2 separate regions of the Rattus norvegicus genome follow, and region 1 is linked to region 2. The links are chromatin contacts, called in public Hi-C maps. All regions are on one chromosome and are shown on one strand. The core of a region is the stretch at or near the end of the contact, and the rest is flanking DNA. Distances in the headings are between cores, read along the strand shown.

The links. A called contact is a pair of places that touch in the nucleus more often than the background predicts.
Region 1: a contact with region 2 is called in a Hi-C map of liver, with 5 times the contacts expected there. The contact joins two enhancer-like sites. A contact is called at or near these places in 11 of 12 Hi-C or Micro-C datasets (the A7r5 cell line, the Rat2 cell line, Schwann cells and 6 more) and 1 of 1 datasets of contacts at active chromatin or transcription factors (oligodendrocytes).

What each region holds. Positions count from the first base shown.
Region 1 is chr7:33,963,328-33,967,785 of GRCr8, forward strand. No RefSeq gene overlaps it. Among named protein-coding and RNA genes, the nearest start is that of U2l1, 130 kb to the left of the region's middle. Within about 2 kb of position 2,999, at least 79 of the 93 cell types and tissues checked have an H3K27ac peak or open chromatin away from gene starts, as enhancers often do. A contact at or near this core is called in liver, where this site is marked.
Region 2 is chr7:32,700,546-32,705,509 of GRCr8, forward strand. No RefSeq gene overlaps it. Among named protein-coding and RNA genes, the nearest start is that of Plekhg7, 10 kb to the left of the region's middle. Within about 2 kb of position 3,211, at least 33 of the 93 cell types and tissues checked have an H3K27ac peak or open chromatin away from gene starts, as enhancers often do. A contact at or near this core is called in liver, where this site is marked.

The sequences.
Region 1 (4,458 bases), core at 1,749-4,248, 1.3 Mb after region 2:
CCTTTGAGAACCTCTGCTCTAGGAGAAGAATATACACCTTGACTTTTGCAAGTCCATCTGTGCTTTCCCTCAATTATTGCTAGAGGTGTGGAAACCAAAGCCAGAAATGCACATACATATGTAATTTTCAGCATGCGATAAGTAGAAAATGAAGTTTATTCCCTTCAGTACTGTCGTGAGTTTTATGAACTTTGCTTAGTCATGTTGGCCTAACAGCAGCTAGAGGAACTGATCATTCGGCTTGTAGGTATGATTATAGAGAGCCCAGGGGATTTTATAGAAATAGCACAGTGAAGACTAAGGAATTCTTTTACTCTTCCATCTTCTCATCTGGCGGGACAAATATGACAGACACAGTCTACTATTCCCTGCAGTGGAAACCATGCATGAATGTGGAAAGGAAGCAGGAAGGAAATGGAAGGGAAGCAGAAAGGAAATAGAAGGGAAGCTGGAAGGAAATGGAAGGAAGGCAGGAAGGAAATGGAAGGGAAGCAGGAAGGAAATGGAAGGGAAGCAGGAAGGAAATGGAAGGAAGGCAGGAAGGAAATGGAAGGGAAGCAGGAAGGAAATGGAAGGAAGGCAGGAAGGAAATGAAAGGGAAGCAGGAAGGAGATGAAAGGGAAGCAGGAAGGAAATGGAAGGAAGGCAGGAAGGAAATGGAAGGGAAGCAGGAAGGAAATGGAAGGAAGGCAGGAAGGGAATGGAAGGGAAGCAGGAAGGAAATGGAAGGGAAGCAGGAAGGAGATGAAAGGGAAGCAGGAAGGAAATGGAAGGGAAGCAGGAAGGAAATGGAAGGGAAACAGGAAGGAAATGGAAGGAAGGCAGGAAGGAAATGGAAGGAAGGCAGGAAGGAAATGGAAGGAAGGCAGGAAGGAAATGGAAGGGAAGCAGGAAGGAAGTAGAAGGAAGGCAGGAAGGAAATGGAAGGGAAGCAGGAAGGAGATGAAAGGGAAGCAGAAAGGAAATGGAAGAGAAGCAGGAAGAAAATGGAAGGGAAACAGGAAGGAAATGGAAGGGAAGCAGGGAGGAAGTGGAAGGGATCTTTACACACGCATGTAATGGATGTGATTATGAATGACTTCCTGGGAGTGACAGCCATCTATAGAAAAAGTAAGCTTGCTTTCCTGTAAATAGCACTGTGTGATTCTCGGAGGATAAGGAAGGCAGCTTCCTGCAAACTATTGATTCCAACTGCAGAGGTGTAGCAGTGTGGACAAAACAGCCTCTTGCATTTTTCTCATCTCTCTACTTTACATCCAACTCACTGCCCCCCTCCCAGTTACCCCCTCCCACAATCCTCCCCCATTTCTCCTTTACCTCTGAGTGGGTAGGGGCCCCTCGTGAGTACACTCCCCACCCTGGGACCTTAAATCTCTTCTATGCTAGTGGCTTCCCCTCCCACCAAGACCAGACACAGCAGCCCAGCTAGAGGAACATATCCCGCCTAGCAACAGCTTCTGGCATAGGGCCTCCAATCCCTCTTGTCCAGTAGTTCAGAGCCCACATCAAGGCCAACCTGCACACCTGCTACGTATGTGCAGGGAAGCCTAGGTCCAGCCTGTGTATGTCCTTTGGTTGGTGGTTCAGACTCTGAGAGCTCCAAAGTTTAGTTGACTCTGTTGGTCTTCCTGTGGAGTTCCTATCCCCTTCCGGCCCACAATCCTCCTATTCTTCCATAAGAGTCCCCAAGCTCCACGTTCTGTTTGGCTGTCCGTGTCTGTATCTGTCTGAATCAGCTGCTGGGTGGAGCCTCTCAAGGGCAATACACTCCTGTCTGCAAGCATAGCAGAGGATCTTTAATAGTGTTAGGGATTGGCGCTTGCCCGGGGGAAGGGTCTGGCATCGGGGCAGCTTCAAGGCCTGGAGCTGAGCAAGTATAGAACATGACCAATGCGGTATACATACGGTGGCCAAACGCTCTTCCACTGCCGCCACCTCACGCTATTTCTGTTAAAGCTCCTGGGCTCCCTACCACAATTATACCTACCTGCCCAACGATCAATTCCTCTAGCTGCTGTTAGGACAACCCGATTAAGCAAACTTCATAAAAGTCACAACAGTGCTTAAGGGAATAGACGTTGTTTGGAGCTATCGAATGCTGACTGCGTGCATGCACACAATCACACCGTCTTCTGGGAGTACAGTTGTTGAGAAATATAATTAATAAGTAAATTTTATTCTTTGTCTTTTAGTTCCTTATAAATGTGTACAAAGCATTATAATTGAGCGTAATAGGAAACAGAAAAGTGCACTGCTCTTTCAGTTTTGCTAGATGAATATGAATGGAAAAACCAGCTTCCAATATGTGCTTTGGAATAATCTTTCACAGATAAATATATTATGCTTTTTCCCAAACAGAAAATATTTGGGTATCGTGGGTTTAACACACCCAATTAGACTATAAACTTTTGTTCCTATTTTACCCAGAAGCTTGGCTTTTTTAGATGCCACACCAGGAGTAAAGGTTTGTTAGGTTTCGTTTATGAATCCTGTATCGTGAAATCTATGCTCAAGAGGAAAACGTGTGCTGAACAGATAGTTTTCTCTGTGGTTAATATGTAAACCATGTATGATCTGAATTCTTTTGCCAAAACACGTCTGGACTGGGTACATTACACGGGTTGCTCGCATAAAAATGTTGGAGACTATAAGGCATCAGTGACACCATTTTATTGTCGTTATTGTAATCTAGTTTAAAATCGCGATGTGGTTTAGGAGAGCCTGTCTTAAGTCACAATTCCAAGTTCCTGTACGAACATTTGTCTTCTGTGGCACTAAATTCCCTGTATAGTAAATCTTGTTTTCAGTTGCTTTGTCCCATAGTGTTGATCAAAAGCCATGCTTAAGGATTTCAAATAGCGACAGCGCCCCCCATCCCTCCTCTTTGGTCTAAAGGTACCCATCACATCCTATTTCTTTCCTTAAAGATTACAGAGAAGCCCACGCAGTAGAGATTCGTCTACTGTGCAACAGCGACCCCTGGCGGTCCGATGCTTTCAAGGCGGCCAGCACCCAGAACTGTCTCCCATCAAGTCCCTCTTTGTTTTCCTAATCTAGAGAGCTATCAGTACACGGACCAGGAACTGTCTTTGAGAATGTGGGCTGTGTTTGATATCCAGAATCTACAGCTCAAAGTTTCACTACTCACTGTGCACAAATCATAGGTCTTTGTTTTCTCTTTGTGACATTTAATAAGAAGAGGTTTTTTCCCCTTTCTTCTTGCCAACGAATCGTAACAGCAAACGAGCACGTTAGTCAAAAGTCTTTGATGACTTTTTGTTTGGGACGAGAAAATGCCTGAAAAGTAAGTAAAAGTCTCGGGGACGTCGGGAAAGGAAAAGAATAATGCTTGTAGCACGAACACCCGCATGATTCATCGGTAAAAGCTAAGCGCTGGTTTCATTTCTTTTGTAGATTTCCCCTGCTCCCCCTCACTCCACCCCCCTCTTTGTTCCGCTTCAAACCTTTCAGAGGGCTAAAATGCATTATTACCTTGTTAAATCTCTACCCAAATCATTTCTACAGCCCGAAGCTGTTTTGACATGGGTTGAGCATCTCACACACACAAAAGAATTGCTTTTGTTCCCAGAAGCTCTCATTGGCTGAACGGCCGCCCTTACGGACCAATCAGAATCTAGTTGTCAGGCTTGGCAGGCTATTTTTAACCCAACACACAAAAACACTGGGTCTTGGAGGCAGTCCGCTGTAGAATGAAAGTCTCCATAGTAAAAGGCAACAGCTGAATGTGTTTTGGATGTCACGGCGTGTTTGACATTTTCTCTTTAATTCCGTATACACTGTTACATTAGCATGTGCTTTTTGTAAACAACTAAGTCAGAAATGGACCTGCGCCTCCTCTCCTCTCCCCTCCTCCCCCGGCTCTGAATTACCCTTTTAGGAAAGGAAAGCCTAAAATATATTGTATTCAGGCTTGATCCAAAAACAATTCACGATGTGTGGAGATAACTCTCTCTCTCTCTCTCTCTCTCTCTCTCTCTCTCTCTCTCTCTCTCTCTCTCTCTCTCTCTCTCTCTCTCTCTCTCTCTCTCTCTCTCTCTCTCTCTCTCTCTCTCACACACACACACACACACACACACACACACACGAGTTTTTCAATAGGAGTACCTTTTTATTTAACAAGGGATTTTTGTAGATTTTTTCATCTTGGGTGGACTAAATTTTCAGCAGTGTCTGGATTAGAGTTACAGTGATATCCATCTTTCCCCCTTACTTTTTAAATATATATAATTAATACAATATGCATATACATTATGTGGGGCAACTAAAAATATAAATATTCAGTGCGGGGTATTTTTGTTTGGGGCACTTAGTTAAAGCATTGTTTGTAGCATATTCAACCTATTGTTCAGTGGAGGGTATTTTTTAACCTCCCTAAATACACTTTAAGGGACAAGATATTAAAGCACATAATTTGAAAAATTACCTAACATATCCAGG
Region 2 (4,964 bases), core at 1,961-4,460:
AAAGCTTAAGCCAGGCCCAGTCTCTTTCTCTCTGCCTGTAGATTAGGATGTAGCCCTCAGTTTCTGATCCAGCACCATGCATACCACCTTGCTTGCTACCACGAGGATAATGGACTACGTCTCTAAACTGTGAGCAAGCCCCCAGTGAAATGCTGTCATGCACGAGTTACCCTGTCATGGTGTCTCTCCATAGTGATAGAACAGTGACCAAGATAGGTATATAAAGATCAATTATCAAGATTTAAAAAAAAAAATCGGGCCAGATCTCAGTAGGTGCAAGTGCTTGTCCCTAAGCTCCAAGACCAATGACCTGAATTTGATCACCAGAATCCAGAGGGTGGAAGAAGAGAACTGACTCCCATAGGCTTTCCTGTGACCCACACATGTTACTGTGGCATACACTCCCCCTTTCCCAGTATACTATAAATAAATATATTAACAAAATTTTAAAGAAGGTAAGCCAATTTATGTCTGCACATAGCCCTGACTGTTCTGGAACTCACTATTTAGACCAAGCCAGCCTCAGACTCACAGAGATCCACCTGCCTCTGTCAGGGATGCACCACCATTCCCAGCTCGTTAAAGCAGCTGCTTCTTTGGGTTGCTTTTAGAAGCAGGTCTCCCTTCCCACTGGTATTTCAATATAGTTTTAAAGATACTTTGCAATCTTGCATTTCATCCTTTTCTATAAAGCTATTTGGGATCCTTTCTGAGGATACTGTGCAGTCGAAACAAGCACAGACTCTTTCCCAGGGAGAAAATATCCTCTTGGTAGTGTATACAATGGGAAATAGGATGATTCACTCAGAGAAAAACAGGCAAGGCTCATGAGCTCGAGAGGAAGAAGAGCAAACTCAGCAGTAACCTCTTTTTGGCCACATTATATATGATGAAAGAGTGAGAAAGACTGGATGCTTCTGGGGACAAGAGCAGAGATAACATAATTCTATTAGGGTTGTGGCTTAGGGTGCTAGTCACAGAGAAGGACAAATCCTCAAAGAGAAACTTTCATCAGAGAGATATCTGTTAGGGATTTACGGGTGATGAGACTAGGTGTGGCGAGACATTATAAGCCCGGTGGTGGAACTAAGCAAGGAGACTGAAGTTGGACTCCACCAAAGTTCACTTGGAGGAGCCAGAGAGCTTATATGTTAGACCTACTTCCAGAACAATGGGTGAGGGATTATGGGGTGGGGAGCATGGGTGAGCTTAAAGCACCCACAGTGGAAGATCTGCACCCAGTATGAATGTGGACTCCCCAGTAGCTGCATAATCTTTCCTCACCCATACACCATAACCCTTTCGATAGCTCCTGAAGCCAGTGCAATTAGCTCAGAATTGCATGCTGCTGGTTGTGTGTGTGTGTTGGGGGGGGGGCGCTACATACTGACTATAGATCCCATGTCTCTCCCTGGCCCCTTCTTGTACCAGAGAGCATCAGCTGTCAACAAGCCCAGCTGGTGTTATCTTTGGCAATCGGGCCTACCATAACTCCCGAAGATGGTGGTAGTCAACCTTGAGGACAATCATATCCAACACGGGGTTAAACTCTAAAAGGAAGACTCTATGATTGGAGGTTTGAGGGCCGGAGTACTAAACCACAACCTTCTCTTTTGCCTTTCAAACATCCCGAGCTTTTCAGGAGGTACACTGTGTGGCAGCTCATGGACCTTCCCACTTTCTGATGGATAGGGACACTGAGGCGACCAATATGAGTCTAGTCTTGCTTGACCTTTGACCCTTAGTCCAGTGTTCTTTCCAATTTGCCGCGTGGTATCTTGGAGGAGAGGCTGGCTATGTCGTCCATAAGGTCCATGAGGACCAACATTGGGTTAAGCTCTTCCATGCTGTGTGGTGCTTGGCATGCAATAGGCCCTCCGTACATACTTGTTGGCTGAGTGAAATATACACTGTCATAAGCTGGCTGAACTTCTCGGTGCTTTTAGGGAGTGAAATGGGGTTAGGAGATGTGGAGGGTGGTTAATTTATGGTCCCAGATTCTCTTCTCCAGGAAGAGAGCTCAGTCCCTTGAAGATAAATGCTTTACTATTTTTATCGCCTCAAGGTTTACAGGATCCTCACGCTCTCTCCAGCTTGCTCTTCCTTTTTCAGGGAAGTTTTTACTTTTTTTTTCTTAGGGTTAAGAGCTGTCGAATTTCCTAAATCTGGATATCCCAGAATGTGGGCTACTTAAGAAAAAAAAAAAAAAAGATGAGCTCATGTGTGTGTGTGTGTGTGTGTGTGTGCGACTGTATGTATGTATGTTTTGACTGTGCAGATATATAAATTGAATCTTCTTGCCGGACCCACAAGTTGAGTTGATGATCTCCCAGCAGTGGCATCTGTTGGAAAAATCTCGACTCAGTTCAAACCAATTGTGCAGCTTTTATTTTGCCCCAAAGAGATAGCCTAGGCTGTAATAGCTCAGCTGTGATCATTCCTGGTAATGGTCTTTGAATGGCTTTGAATGGCTTGTCTGCAAGTTCTGTGTGTTGGTGTCAGACTCTACTTAGGTCAGACAAGGACAGCTAACGACCGTCTGATGGCTTCCATCTGGGCCTTAAGCGATGCCTGCTCCCAGGTGTTTGGGCAATTATCACTGACAGGCACCCCAGGAGAAGGGCACGGGGAGGAGAGACTAGAGAACAAGCCCTCAGCTCATAGCTACATGGCAGAGGCTGCAGTTTGGCTGCTAGGACATTCTCAAAGGCTTTCTGTTGTCCCAATTCACTTTGTTTTTCTCTGGTAGACTTAGAAAAAGGTGTTTGTTGGCCGGCTTGCCAGCTGTGCTCTGTGGGAAAACAGCCTGCTAGGGTGGAGTGAAGTGGTTAGTCACTTCTCCACCTTTACGAGTTATTCCTCTGCACTGAAGTTACCTTTCCTACTGGCAGATACAAAGATCACATTATGCGTGGTGCCCAGGGGTGGACCCGAGAAGGTGCTGGCAAGAGGTGGAGTGACTGGTGATGACTGGCTGGTTTTTATGTAGACAAATTGACCAGAAGGATTTTTTTTTAATTTGGCATAAGGACTTACTTCTTTCTTCTTCTTTTTTTCTTCTTCTCACAATAATGAATGAGCTTGTTTGCAATTATACAACAAGTTCCCATTCATTAGCAACCAGAGCGGGATCCCAGCACTGGGACTTTGAATGTGCAGTTTCTTATTTGGTCCAAGGTCGAGCAATTTCAGCAGTCAGCTGTGGTGCTGCCAGCTCAGGTGTCCTGGGAGTGCTTTGATGTTTGCTCGTGCAGGAGGGCTGGATCTCCCTCTCTTGAATATATGAGGCTCAGGGCCTGTCATTTGTTTCGGAGATATGGAGTAACTGTAGACAGAAGTTTCAGCTTTGTCTGAAACTTATGTCACAAGGGAAGAGAATTTTCATATAGCTGCTGGACTTTGGATGACCCAACATTGTTTCCTCTTAGGAGTTGGGCCAAAGGACACTTCTTCACTAAAGCAAACAGGAGTCCTCCATCCACTTCATTCCTCTGACTGTGATCTCCCTTGAAAATAAAGAGTGGCAATTCTGATATTTGAATGTTTTTTTTCTCTCAAAAGCAAAAGTTCATTTATTGTTTTTTGATTACTTAATTACTTATTCTTGTTATTACTGTTGCTTTTGTGAGAGAGGGCACCAGTATGGAGCTTAAGTATGCCTTGAACTTGTGATCCTTCTGCTTCGGCCCCCAAGGACTAGAATTATAGATGCTGCCATGCTTGGCTCAAAAGGAAAATTGACCCCTGCCTTGAAATTGGACATGATTGTTGTTTGTGTAATTGTGTTTGTGTGTTGTGAGGAGTGATGTGGTGTAGTGGGGGACAGTGTGATGGTGTGCAATAGGGGACAGTATGATGGGGTGCAGTGGGGACAGTGGGATGGGTACAGTGGGGACAGTGTGATGGGTGCAGTGGGGACAGTGTGATGGGGTGCAGTGGGGACAGTGTGATGGGTACAGTGGGGGACAGTATGATGGGGTGCAGTGAGGGAACAGTGTGATGGGTGCATTGGGAACAGTTTGATGGGTACAGTGGGGGACAGTGTGATGGGTATGGTGATTGTGAGGAGGCTGACAGTGACAATTTTTTTTGTAGCTATCAGTCAAAGCAGAATCATGTTCTGAGATCCTCTGACATGCCCTTTGACCCAGATGACAAAGGTGTACAGGAGCCCACAGGATACCACGCAGAATCAAGGCAGAGCCAGCAAGCAGCACTGTACTGTTCCATGAGTTTTTACAACTGTCTACCATACAGTGCCTGAATTTCCTACAAAAGAATGTAAAACGAGGATTTCTTTCAGACCTTCATTGTAATGGTTAAATGCATTAAGGACTACAGCACATGAATTTATTTATAGAATATAATTTCATTATACTTAATGGAAACTATATTCCATAATATAATGAAAACTAAATTGCATATATATTACACGCATACATATATGAGTTTGAAATGAATGTGGGCCTTTTATTAAATAATATTTTTCATAAACATCTGGAATTCTATTTAAGAAATTGCAACTATGAACCTTGTTCCACTTAGAGGTAGTCTTGGTTCTCCACAGCCATCTTCACAGAAGGGAGAGACCTCAGCACATCACCATTTCATTTGTTTTCATGTTTCTTCACAAATGGTGAAAATACTAAAGCACAGACAAGGAATATTCACAACGTGGCCAACATTATCAATATGAAATCAGACATTTAAACCATTTCCCGATTAAATAAACCTGGTTGTCAGTGCAGCTCTGTAGGCTTGTCTAGTCGGGCTGGTCTCTATGTTCCTGATAGTGCTTGAATCCATCCACTTTCCTATTCTCTACATCTGCCTCTTCCTCCCTTCTGTCTCATCAAAGGTCCAGGAGGGGCCCCAAGAGCACCTCATCTTCCTCCACCAAAGCTATCCTTGTCCATGCAATGGTCACTTTGAAACTATCCCTGCCTTCACTCTAGCCACCTCTG